Regions from separate parts of the Macaca mulatta genome. Here region 1 is linked to region 2. A link is a contact called in public Hi-C data. All regions are on one chromosome and are shown on one strand. Each heading gives the region's core, a stretch centred on a gene start, on an enhancer-like site or on the middle of the called end of the contact. The rest is flanking DNA. Distances are from core to core; before and after follow the strand shown. Region 1 holds the start of SPRTN (SprT-like N-terminal domain). Region 2 holds the start of TSNAX (translin associated factor X).

Region 1 (6,355 bases), core at 2,023-4,522, 200 kb before region 2:
AAAGAAAACACTAGCCTGGGCAACATGGTAAAACCCCATCTCTACAAAAAATACAAAAATTAGCTGGGTATGGTGGTGCCAGCCTGTGGTTCCAGCTACATGGGAGGCTGAGGTGAGAGGATTGCCTGGGCCTGGGAGGTCAAGGCTGCAGTTAGTTGTGACGTTGCCACTGTACTCCAGCCTGGGCAACAGGGTGAGACCCTGTCTCAAAAAAAAAAAAAAAAAACCAAAAAGTGTTTTATCAAAGGATGAAACTGAAATGCTATAGTGTATAGTGTGACCATAATTTCAGAAGAGAATCAGCATAATTTAAAAGGATAGCTAGCATACTATATGTTTTAATAATTCCAGTATTTTTGTTATTTGGGCTTAATTTAACTTCTTTTCCTCTTTTTGATTTTTGTATTCTAAGAGGGCACTTTTAATTTTCAAGTTGTGTTTGAAACTATAAAGAGTATGCTAATACAACTTAATATAAATATAAATAATATATAAGCGCTCTCTCTATATATATACATACATATAAACAGACCCAAGCATTAGACCACTGATGTTGTACTTTCAGGATTCACACGAATAAGTCTAGATGCATTCCTCAGATCTTGGAGTTGCTTGGCAGGTTTCCCCACACCTTCTTCAAACCTTTTCTCCACCACAGGGAGGACTGTTTCATATAAGAAGGATGCATTCTGTCTGATAAAAGCTTTCTTCTCTGGATCCTGCTCACATCGAAGACTATAATCCACATGCTGAACAGCAACCAAAATGATTTCCACCAGGCTCTCCAAAAGTACCATGTGCAGCTCTGGGAAATACAGCTTCAGAGCCTCTTCCAAGAAGCCCATGGTCTGTTTGGTGAAAGCAACCACTGTGTAACTTAGGTTCACCCAGCAGTCATGCCCTGTGTACTGCTCAAAGTTACTTACCCCACAGCTTTTCATCTCTTCTTTGAGCTTCCCCAGGGCTTCTGGCGTCATCAAGTTCATCCTTCTCCACATCTCTTCAGAGTTGCGATGTTTAGTGGCTTCAATGATGATTTCTTTGTAACTGTGCAAGGCCCCTTGGATGTCTTTCACCAGAAGGGCATGGATGATGAAGGTGAGGTCCAGTCCGATATCACCCAGTTGCTGGCAATGCTCCTTAGCCACTTTTACACACTCAGCTGCTGTTGAGAGGCTCTCCTTACTATCAAACACCTGCTTGCTGAAAGCATCCACGAACATGCCCATGGCTGATCTTGCCCAGACCACAAAGGCGGAGTAGCAGCCGCTGTCAGTGCCTGCAAAATCAATCTCAAATTCTCTTGCAGTCTCAAGAAGGCTGGTAAAGAAGACATGGCACAGCTTATGAATATAGAGTAAAGTGGCGCCTTCAATGCGAAGCTGACGAATTGCTGTATGAACAGCGGCTGCCCTGTTTCTCAAAAATAGCTCACAGGCCTTCGTGCACTGGCCCAGCCGGATCAGTTGCGAAACTGCTCTGCGAGTAGCCTTGGGACCACCTCTCAGGGAACGATCTGGGGAGAGTTCGAAAACCAGCACCTCAGTGAGCTGTCGAACTCGCTCCTCCACTTTGGCCCTTAGTTCTTTTACAGGAGGTGGGCTAGGCTTATCTTCCAGGTAATGGTTCAATTTATCCAGCAGGTCAACAGCCCCTTCAAAGTCCCTCTGCGCAATGCAGACATCCAGGTCTTCAGGTAACTCCTGGATCCATTCCATGGAGAGGTCCACGTTCTCTTCCTCTACCTCAGGAACAGCTGGCTCTTCTTCTTCGTCATCCTCAAATGGGTTAGTGGCCTTGGAAGTCACTTGGGGTGGCCCTCGAGGGGCCGCTGCCTCCTCCTGCTCCCTTCGCCTTTTCTCACTGAGGGCTCTCTTGGTCTCCTCCAGCACTTCCAGCCACTCTCGTTTTATTTTAGCATTTTCGGCCTGGAAAATACGGCTCTCGGGGAACATAAGCAGCTTGAACATGTCCTTCATGGGCGGGTTGTCCTTGACATTGACTACGGCCAAACCATCTAGGGAATAGAGAGCGTTGTAGCGATACATCCCCCGCCGCTGCGGCAGCCAGGTAGCCACCAACAAACAATCGTTCATGAGAAAGCCGTGCACCCGCTGCAGTTGGGCCATGTGGTCGGCATCGTATTCCACTAGGTCCCCGTTGTACACCAGGTACTGTCCCGGCGTCTCCAGCAAATGCCTGCAGCCTTCCACCTTCTCAAGCAGGGTGGTGAGAGTGCGCTGCTTTCCTTCCTCGCCTGGACCGGAGCCGTCGCGGGAGGCGCCACCGGGGGTGGAGAAAAAACCGGCCTGGCCTCGGAGGTGGTCTCGGCCCCCCGCCCCACCGACTCCCTCCTCCCCGCCAGACGCGGCAGCGGCTCCGGCGGCAGCTGCGGCAGGCAGCAACGTAAGCGGGATGCTCTCCAGGCTGCTCTTCTGCTCCGTCAGCAGGTGGCTGAGCTGGTACATCTCGCTCTCCAGGTAGGAGATCTCACGGGCCGTCTCTATGAACTGCCGGTAGTTCTGGTAGACGTTGCGCTTCAGGTTCTGCGCCGTCTCCTCCGCCAGCGCCTGGATGCGCTGCCGGTGCTCCTGGAGGTCCCGGTCCCCATCCGACTGCTGCGAGAGCTGCTTCACGTACAGCCGCGCCTCAAAACCCCCTGACTCCAGCTGCCGACGCAGGCGGCTCGCCCCACTGTCCGACATCGCCATCGCCATTTCCGTCCGGGTCTCACGCACTCACTGTCACTATCGGCGCCGCAGCCGCCGCGGCTGTCTACACCCACCCAAGACCCACCGAGCTCCTGGGCTGAGGAAGCAGGAATTGGAACAAGACGAGTGCGCCTGCGCCGGGTCTGAGCGTCAGACACTGCGCCTGCGCAAGGGGCCAGGCGCAGACATTGCGCCTGCGCAGGAATGCCATCAGTTAAGGCGCATGCGCCGGAGGAGCTAGTGCGGAAGTGAGTGGAGAGGCCGAGAGCAATTTGAGTACTGCGCATGAACCGAGCGTGACGTTGAGGTTTGAAATAACCGGCAAAGAGTAAAGGCTGGAACTAGCTTCCTGAAAGCTTCGTAGGGCCGGTGCCCTGTGAGCCCAGGTTCTGCGCCCACTAGGAGGTGTCGTGCTGACTGCTTGTTTTAAAGCCCTAGAATCTTGGCTTCGGCGTTTGGGGTAAGCGCCGTTCTCGTTCACGTTCTCTTTCTCAAGCGAGTTTCCGCGAACTCTCGCGGGATTGACTGGCCGTCTCGAGAGCCGGTATCTCCTAGGAGCTAGTCCTGGTCCTCCGCTAGGCGGCTTGGGGTCGCAGCCTAACTCGGAGCCAGCCTGACACCGGCGGATCCCGCCTGTGATCCTGGCAACGATGGACGATGACCTGATGTTGGCCCTGCGGCTTCAGGAGGAGTGGAACTTGCAGGAGGCGGAGCGCGATCAGGCCCAGGAGTCCCTGTCGCTAGTGGACGCGTCGTGGGAGTTGGTGGACCCCACACCGGACTTGCAGGCCCTGTTTGTTCAGTTTAACGACCAGTTCTTCTGGGGCCAGCTGGAGGCCGTCGAGGTGAAGTGGAGCGTGCGAATGACCCTGTGAGTTCCGAGCCCCGCTGGGGAAAGAGGCGGGACTGGCAGTTCTCCTGCAGCCCCCGGTCCTGGTCTTCTCTCCTTTCTCTGGTCCGACGGTCCCAGGGGGCATTAAATGAGGGGGGAGTCTGGTTTTGGACCTGGCAATTCCTGCCTTGGCGTATTTCTCTTTTTCTTACCTTTTCTCCCACTCGAAAAATAAGAAAGCTGTGTAGACCCCACCGCCACGGTTGGACTCAGGGCCCTAACGAGAAAAGAGATTTGTGTTTGAATCTCACTAAACTTGAAAATAACAAGTTCCTGATTTGCCTTATGATAGTGCTGTAGGACCCTGAAGGGAAAAGCAACCAAATCTGCCCCTAAGAAAGTGCTGAGGACGCAGAGTAACCTCCAAAGGATGTGCGTTCCCCTCCTCTCTTTCCCGTTAGGAACCCACTTTAGTGAGCTCGTGTGTTGCAGTGGGGATCTTCAGTGATGCTTTTAAAACGATTCTTTTTCTACATGCTAAATTTGAGAAATCCTTATTTGAAATAATAATCTACTCCTGCACGTGAATAGGGTGAAGTTTAAGATACAGTTGTATACCACCAGCATGCTTGTTTTTGAGTTGACAGAAAACAACCTACAAACAAATTAAGATATCATATTAAATTGTGTTTAAAGTACCAATCTCCTTTATACAGGCGTCTGTTATCATTTTGGAGATACACTATTGGAGATACCTGCTTGTTAATAACACCAAACTGTGATTTGTCGTAAGGAGACTGGGAGTAGCAGAATGGGATTGCCTTCGAGCTGTTGCAGCCTAGCTAGGGCAAGGGAAGCTGCAGTTGGGCCATGTGGTCCGCATCGTATTCCACTAGGTCCCCGTTGTACACCAGGTACTGTCCTGGCGTCTCTATCAGGTGCCTGCAGCCTTCCACCTTCTCAAGCAGGGTGGTGAGAGGGCGCTGCTTTCCTTCCTCGCCTGGCCGGGGAGCCATCGCGGGAGGCGCCCCCGGGGGCTGTAACTAATTAATTGGGTGAAATGCAAGTATCTGCTAACCAAGGGGGTATACTCTCAAGAAAGCCATCTGCCAAATGAGTTCTCTTAGTGTGCACTGCCCAAGAATGTGTAAGGACTTGGGCGTATTTGGTCAATGTAACACATTTTTATGGTGATTGTTTTCTAGGTGTGCTGGGATATGCAGCTATGAAGGGAAGGGTGGAATGTGTTCCATCCGTCTCAGCGAACCCCTTTTAAAGTTGAGACCAAGAAAGGATCTTGTAGAGGTATTTTTCATGTAAACTTGCTTCCTAGCTCAGTAATTTACAAATGCTTGTCATTGATTTAGACTGCTGTGAATTCACCTGTATGTATCTTTTAAAAAGTCTCTTTGCCCTCAGTGCAAACTTGAATTATGGGGCAAATAATAATGAACACCTTATGTTTTTTATAGTGCTTCATAGTGGGAAAAAAAAAGGCTTCTAGAGGCCGGGTGCGGTGGCTCACGCTTGTAATCCCAGCACTTTGGGAGGCCGATGCGGGTGGATCACGAGGTCGGAAGATCGAGAACATCCTGACCAACACGGTGAAACCCCGTCTCTACTAAAAAAAAAAAAAAAAAAAAAAAAAAAAAAAAGCCGAGCGTGGTGGCGGGCGCCTGTAGTCTCAGCTACTCGGGAGGCTGAGGCAGGAGAATGGTGTGAACCTGGGAGGCGGAGCTTGCAGTGAGCCGAGATTGCACCACTGCACTCCAGCCTGGGCTACAGAGCCAGACTCCATCTTAAAAAAAAAAAAAAAAAAAGGCTTCTAGGTATATTATCTGCTTTGATTGTACAACAGCCCTGTTGATGTTCATGTGTTGCTATTTTCATTTTTATGAGTAAAGAAATTAAGGTTCAGAAAGGTGAAGTAACTGGCTTAAGTTATGTATTTAGAAGCAGAGAAAACAGGATCCACATCTTCCTGTTGAGAAACACAAATTTTCATTCTCCTCAGTTGGGCTGCCACACTGCTGTGTGCTCAGGACACCTAGCCGAGCTGGCAGCAGAAACCAGTGTGCGTGCACGCTTCACATTTAGAGCTGGTACTTCTGCTAGCAGAATGGAGCAGTGGGAGCTGAGGCAGGAGGATCTCTTGAACCCAGGAGGTGGTGGTTGCAGTGAGCTGAGACTGCGCGATTGCACTCCAGCCTGGGCAATAAGAGCGAAATTCCGTCTCAAAAAAACCCAAAAAAACAAAAAATCTGTACAAAAGAGCAGGGTGGTAGTTTCTCAGCATGGGGTGGGAAACATATTAAAACATGCTTGGAGATGAGAGATGCTGTTTTTAAGGATAATAAAAGGCAGTGGATTACATGACAATGTGAATATACTCAACACCGAACTGTACACATAAAAATGGGTACGATGGGGAATTTTGTTAATTTTTTTTTACCACAATTTGTTTAAAAAATAGCTACTAAATGTAAAATGGTACAGTAGAAATACTTGATGAATGAAAAAGAACAAAGCTCAGATGATACAAAGAGAAAGGTAGGTGTAAACAAAGTATCAATAATTAAATGTCAGTGGACTAAACACTCCATTAAATACATGGAATGGCATGCTTACAGTAAAGACACACTTATATTAAAAGGATGAGGAAAAGTAATCATCCAAACACTTATCAGCAGAAAACTATTGTGGCTATAAGGTTGAGTACTCATTATCCAAAGTGTTTGGGACCAGAAGTGTTTCAGATTTCAGATTTTTTTTTTTTAATTTGGAATGTTTGCACAATACTTACTGGTTGAGC
Region 2 (6,848 bases), core at 100-2,599:
AGCAGGATGTGGGTGGGATCACATAAGGAAATAAAAGCAGGCGGGGCGGGGAGGGGGGTTTTTTCTGTATTGTGGAAGGTTTGTTCTTTCTCTCTTTGTGATGAACTCTTGCTGCTGCTTACTCTTTGGATTCATGCTGCCTCATGAGCTGTAACACTGTGAACCAAGGTCTGCAGCTTCACTCCTGAAGTCAGTGAGACCATGAACCCACCAGAAGGAAGAAGGTCCAGACACATCTGAACATCTGAAGGAGCAAATTCCAGACACACCATCTTTAAGAACTGTAACACTCACTGCAGGGGTCTGCGGCTTCATTCTTGAAGTCATGGAGACCGAGAACCCACCAATTCTGGACACACCAGGAACGTGATTCTTCAACAAACGTTGACGGAGGCTTACATGGGGCCAGACCACAGCACTGAAAAGCACTGGGGCTAGTGGGGGAACAAAGTCTAGATATGGCAGTAGCTGCCCATAATGAGAGACCCACAGTTTAGTGGAATACACCTATTACCTTTCTTTCATTTTGTGTGGGAGAGAAGTATGGTATTTAATATTTAATTGAGCAGTTATATGTGAAAGAGCATCTTCGTGAGCCTTAACTCCTTTCATCCTCAAATAACCCTACAAGGCAGGTATTCTATCCCTATGTTACAGATAAGGAAACTGAGGCAGAGAAATTGCATGCTTCATCAAGGTCACACAACCACTCCGTGAGGCAAACTGAACACAGGCTGTCTGGCTCCTGAGAGCCAGTGGGGAGGAGGGAGACCCGAAGGGCAGGCTTGATCTTCCTGAAAACAGTACCAGCACCATCCACTGATCGATTCGCATATTTCCATCACTTAAAGCTCCTGGCCTCACTGCCAGGAATAGAAAGTTAAAAAAACTCCTAGCTCTGTAAGGTTTTGCCTGGATCCTGAAAAAAACCTTCCCACGTGCTCCGAGGAGCTCCAGGGAGGCCTCCCTTCTTTCTCACAACCCTGGCCCGGGGCACCAGAGGGCCTGCTCCCGCGGACGAACTACAACCCCCACAATGCACCGCGCGGAAAGCTGGGTCCCCGCTGAGGGAAGGGTAAGGTGTCCCGAAGGTCCCTTCATTAAAAAATTACGTACTTTTTTTTACGTCGCTTTCCCACGATCACACAGATCTCAGTTCCAGGAAGACGCATCGTCTTTTTATTAATAGTACATGCTGTGAGTCGTGTAGAGTAGTTTTTGTCTTCAGGCATAGCAGAGGGCGGCCGCGATAATACACAGTCGCGGGCGTCCCTGGACCACGCGGGGCTCGGAGCCAGCAGCAGCGGCCTCCCTCCGCCCCCACCGGACGCAGGCCGGAAGTACGCGACGGGAGACTTCCGGCCACTGCGTTGTAGTCGCCGGGCTGCAGAGCGGTCTTCCGCCGGCTGTTTTCCCAGGCTAGCTGGGCCTGTACCTCGCGCACTCCTCTGGCTCCTGGTCCTTCAGTCTCCGCTCGTCTCACCGTAGGCTGTGACGACATGAGCAACAAAGAAGGTGGCGTCCTCAACAACACGGGGCGTTATTTATCCAGAGGGGGAGGTTCTCCACTCTTTCTATGCCGTTTTCCCCTTTTCACTCTTGAAGGATGCCTTCGTGCCTTGCAGACTCGGGGGCGGCAGCTCTGGTTCTCTCCCCGGCCAGATTGGCCCTGTTTACACCTCCTTTTTTATTAAATCTTTGAGGTGTGATTTTATCCTAGTTTAGTAGTTGCTGTAATGCCAGATCATAGCACTAGTTGGTGGAAGCTTGGATGGTTTGCGTGGAAAGGCCTGGGCAGCGTCTCTGTCAGTCTGCGGAGAAAGCCTCTAAGGCGAGGGCCCTGTGCGTGTCTGGTTTTAAAGCAAGGAGAACGTTTGCCTATGTTCTGTTTTGCAAACTGTTGGTGATGGAAGATCTCTAACTTTTTTTCTTCTCTATATAAGGATCAGGAGGGTTCAGGAAAAGGAAACATGACAATTTCCCACATAACCAAAGAAGAGAAGGGAAGGATGTTAATTCATCTTCACCAGTGATGTTGGCCTTTAAATGTAAGTTCTCTGCAATGTAAGTTGATGAAGGGGAGAGAACAAAATTATGTAGCCATGATTATGCGCAAGAAAACAGTCCCTAAGAATGTGGATGTGAAACTTTAGCTGGAAGTTTTGTGATGGTGCTAGAACTACCCTAAAAGTCTGGATTACAAAGGCCTTCACTTTTATGTCCCATTAAGAGAAATATTAATATTAGTAATCAGGTAAACATGACTTAAACACAAGAAACAGTAAACATTAGCTAATATTAGACATGTCACATACTCAAGAATTGTGTACCTGATAATATTTATTCATCTGTTATATGCTAAAATATATTTTCATTTATTGTGTATCCTCTACTAGGCTTGAAGTCAAGGAGGGTATCTTTGTTTTAACTAACACTTTGCACAGAATAGGAGCTTGTATCTATTAGTACATCTTGTGTGTCTATATACACAGATTTTCACAGTCCTCTTTTCTCAGCATATTAACTTGGACAAGTTATTCCTCATTTCAAAACAAACATAAAACAAAGTTCTCTTCCTTTTGTCCTCCTCTTATCCACTATCCTGTACCTTACATTTCTGTGATTAAGGAATCTGGGAAGGGCTTAGCTGGTTGATTCTGATTTGCAATCACCTGAAACCTTGATTGGGGCTGAAGGATCCACAGCTGTTGACAGTTCAGGCCTTTTGCCTGCAACCAGCTCTCTGTTCCTGTCCACATGAACTTGTGCTGCTTGGGTGTCCTTTGGTGTGGCATCTGGTCTCCTTCAGAGAGAGTGCAAGGAGGAAACCACAGTCTCCTTATGTCCTAATCTTAAACATCAGACACTGTCATTTTGTCACATTTTATATATTAGATAAAAACTGTCTCAGGTTGAAGGGGAAGGAAATTATGTCCTACCCTTTGGAGGAAGGAGTCTCAAGTGTTTTGTGGATATATTTTAAAACCACCACAGTATCTACTGTGATCTTCAGAAGTTTAAGACAGCTGGCTGTAATTGAATAAAGAGCATACGGATACAGAAGGTGGAGTTGCGGCTGGGCGTGGTGACTCACGCCTGTAATCCCAGCACTTTGGGAGGCCAAGGCAGGTGAATCACGAGGTCATGAGTTTGAGACCAGCCTGGCCAACATGGTGAAACCCTGTCTCTACTGAAAATACAAAAAATTAGCTGGGCGTGGTGGCGGGCGCCTGTAGTCCCAGCTACTTGGGAGGCTGAGGCAGTAGAATCGCTTGAACCGGAAACACCGAGGTTGCAGTGAGCCCAGATCGCGCCATTGCATTACAGTCCCGGCGACAGAGTGAGACTCCATCTCAAAAAGAAGAAAAAGAAGGTGGAGTTGCTTCTAAGGTGGTGTCCTCATTACCTGTCTGCTGAACTACAATTTTCTTTTTTTTTTTTTTTTTTGAGACAGAGTCTCACTCTGTCTCATGCCTGGCTAATTTAAAAAAATTTTTATTGTAGAGACAAGGTTTTGCCATGTTGCTTAGGCTGGTCTTGAACTCCTGAGCTCAAGCAGTCCGCCTGCCTCGGCCTCCCAAAGTGCTGGGATTACAGGCATGAGCCACTGCGCGTGGCCTGAACTACAATTTTCTTTAAGACCTAGGTCAAGTAGCTTCTTTCCTATGAACCCGTTCTGATTTTTCTCTAAAGCCGACTTAGTGACCATCATGAAATATTGAGTATCTGCTATGTTGTACCATGTATTAGTAGTGAATAAGAAACATGGTTTCTGCTTTCCTAAGTTTTTTACATATATTTGTTATAGCATCATTACATTCTATTTGTTTACAACTCTGTCCCTTATATAGGACTGAGCTCCTTGAGGATAGGAACTCTACCTTATCTAACTTTATGTTCATAGTATCTGACTTACAGTGGTCATTAATGTAGCCATAATAAATAATACATATTGATTATGTTAACCCTGGCCTAATTATTATCTTAGTAATAAGAGACTAGATATATTTAGGTCCTTGTCAGCTACTAATTTAGTTAATAGTTTAAGTTCTCTTTTTTCAGTTCATGCAGTATACATGATTGAGCGTTTCCTATAGGCCAGGCAACATGTGGGGCAGTGCAGTGAAAAGACTTTGGAAATAAAGGCGTTATTAAGACAGTTAAGTGGTTTAAGGGTATTTCAATGTATAGAGCTTGATAAATTCAGAAAGTTTATACTTGAAATTTGCCAAGTAAGTAGATTAAATGTTTTTACCACAATTAACTGGGCATGATGGCATGCACCTGTAGTATGCTTTTAGTCCTAGCTACTCTGGAGGGGCTGGGGCAGGAGGACTGCTTGAACTCAGAAGTTTGAGGCTGCAGTGAGCTGTGATTAGGGCCACTGCGCTCTAGCCTGGGCAATGGAGACCCTGACTCAAAAGGAAAAAAAAGCTAACTGTGTGATGTGATGGCTATTTTAATTAGCTTGATAGTGGTAATCATTGCACAGTTTATATCAAAGTGTCACATACTACATATATATATATCTATATGTCACTCTCCACACGCAGTTTTTTTTCCGGAGATAGCGCCTCACCCTGGCCCAGGCTGAAGTGCAGTGGTGTGATCTTCGCTCACTGCACGCGTAGCCTCTTGGGCTCAAGTGATACTCCCACCTCAGCCTCCCAAGTAGCTGGGACTACAGGCATGTGCCACCATGTGTAGCTAGTTTTTAGATTTTTTTGTTGAGGCAGGGTCTCACTATGTTGCCCCTGCTGGTTTCGAACTCCTGGGCTCAAGTGATCTCATCCCCTTGGCCTCCCAAAGTGCTGGGATTACGGGCATAATCAACCATGCCCAGCCCTATAATTTTTAATTGTTAGTTATACCCCAGTAAAGGTGGAGAAGCAGGAAGACAAAGAACACGGAAAAAAAATTTTAATAAACTTGAAAAAAAAAGGTCAAAGTTTCTTTTTTTGGAGGTGTTTATATTATTAATATATGTGGTTAAAGTAATTTTTAAACTTTATGTAACTTTTTGTTACATAAAAGTAATATTTGTTATGTGTCATTTTGTGATAATCTTTTGTTTACTCAGTTCATTTTTTATAACTTGTACAGTATTCCCATTGTGAGACTGAGTGGTAAAACCCAGTTAAGGCATACCTATATTTAAAGGAGAAAATACTTTAATTATTAGAGTCTTTTCGATTTTCACGTAATTTAGAAATAAATAAGATGATTTTATTCTGTTCGTTTTTATAAACTGAATAATAGTTGCTTTCTTACATATAGAGACAGTGCTTTTAGGTACAGACTGTTTTTGCTTTCAGCCATTTGCATTCTAAGAAAATTAAAATCTTTTCCCTTTTTTTTCCTTTCATAAGATTTACCAAGTGTTTTGGAAAAGTTTAACATAAAAGCCTCCAGGTCTGTCAGAGGAGATTTTAAATGGACTCTCACTCTGTCACCCAGGCTGGCGTGCAGTGGTGCAGTCTCAGCTCACTGCAGCCTCCACCTCCCGGGTTCAAGTGATTCTCCTGCCTGAGCCTCCCAAGTAGCTGGGACTACAGGCCTATACCACCATGTCTGGCTAATTTTTGTATTTTTAGTAGACATGGGGTTTCACTGTATATTGGCTAGGCTGTTCTCGACCTCTTGACCTCAAGTGATCCACCCACCTCAGCCTCCCAGAGTGCTGGGATTATAGGCGTGAGCCATCGCACTCAGCCCAGAAAGTCTTAAAGGAGAACACTAGCTTCCAGAGAAAATTCCATGAGATAGTATAGTTTGTTCAACTCCAACTTTAATCCAGGATCTTTAATGTCCGAGCAACCACTTTGCTATCAAAGTTTGAGCTAATTACATTAAAAGGAGTTATCAGATGAATATTCTGTTGTTGAATCATCTGAGTAAAGCAATACTGTCTTTTTAAATTTATTTTGAAGTAATTTCAAATTTATTTTAAAAATTGCAAGACTTATGCAGTTGGAAAAATAATACAAAGAGCTTCTATATAGCCTTGACTTAGATTGACCAATTTTTAACATTTTGCCACTTTTGCTTTATTATTCTCTCTATATATGTAAATTTAAATGTCTAAACATACATTTATTCTGAAGCATTTAAGAACAAGTTGCATTCATCGTACCCCTTTACTTGTTAATACTTCAGAATATGTTTCCTAGGAAGACTATTCTCATGTATAACTATAGTATTGTTACTAGTTTCAGAAGATTTAACACTGTCACAGTACTTTAATCTACAGTGCTTATTTTGACAATTGTCTCAATAAGGTTCCTTCTAGCTTTTTTTCTCTCTAGTTCAGTAATCTAGAACAGGATCATGTTACACTGTAATGTCTCTTTTTAGTTTTCTGTGATCTGGAACAGTTTCTCAGTCTTTCTTTGTCTTTTATGACAATGATATTGATTGAAGAATATAGGTCTCATTTAATAGAATATTCCTCAACTTGGATTTGATTAATATTTTCTCATGATTAGATTCAGGTTATGCATCCCTGGCTGGAATACTACATAAATGATGATTTATTCTTTTGGGGGGTATTGCAAGGGACCAAGTAATGTAAGGCTTCATAAGGAGTTTGGAGTTTGTAAAATGTAATGCAGAGTCATTAGAGAGTCTTAAAAACTAAAGTAAATTTTTGGGAAATGTCACTCTGGCAGCTATAGAAAGGCAAGGTGGGCAGAGGCAGACCAGACAAGAGACTGTTGTAGTTCGGGTACAGTAAGGTGTTTGTAAGGTAACTTAGAGGTAATAATAAGGTGACTTAGATTTGGATGACAGTAATGAAGCTGATAAGACAGATTCAACAGTGCTTTATAAAATTTTATTACTATTATGAG

The links. Hi-C and Micro-C count contacts between places; a contact is called where the count stands out from the background.
Region 1: a Hi-C map of fetal cortex germinal zone shows a contact between it and region 2, with 2.4 times the contacts expected there. The contact joins the promoter of SPRTN here to the promoter of TSNAX in region 2. A contact is called at or near these places in 3 of 14 Hi-C or Micro-C datasets (CD4 T cells, blood and fetal cortex germinal zone).

What each region holds. Positions count from the first base shown.
Region 1 is chr1:17,693,164-17,699,518 of T2T-MMU8v2.0, reverse strand. It overlaps SPRTN (SprT-like N-terminal domain), which reads left to right and starts at 3,272. Exons shown (of 4, transcript XM_028849709.2): 1 at 3,272-3,582; 2 at 4,749-4,848. The coding sequence starts at 3,362. EXOC8 (exocyst complex component 8) reads right to left here and starts at 2,807. Exons shown (of 1, transcript NM_001258061.1): 1 at 211-2,807. The coding sequence starts at 2,717. The coding sequence ends at 540.
Region 2 is chr1:17,494,391-17,501,238 of T2T-MMU8v2.0, reverse strand. TSNAX (translin associated factor X) reads left to right here and starts at 1,349. Exons shown (of 6, transcript NM_001261354.1): 1 at 1,349-1,515; 2 at 1,944-2,048. The coding sequence starts at 1,500.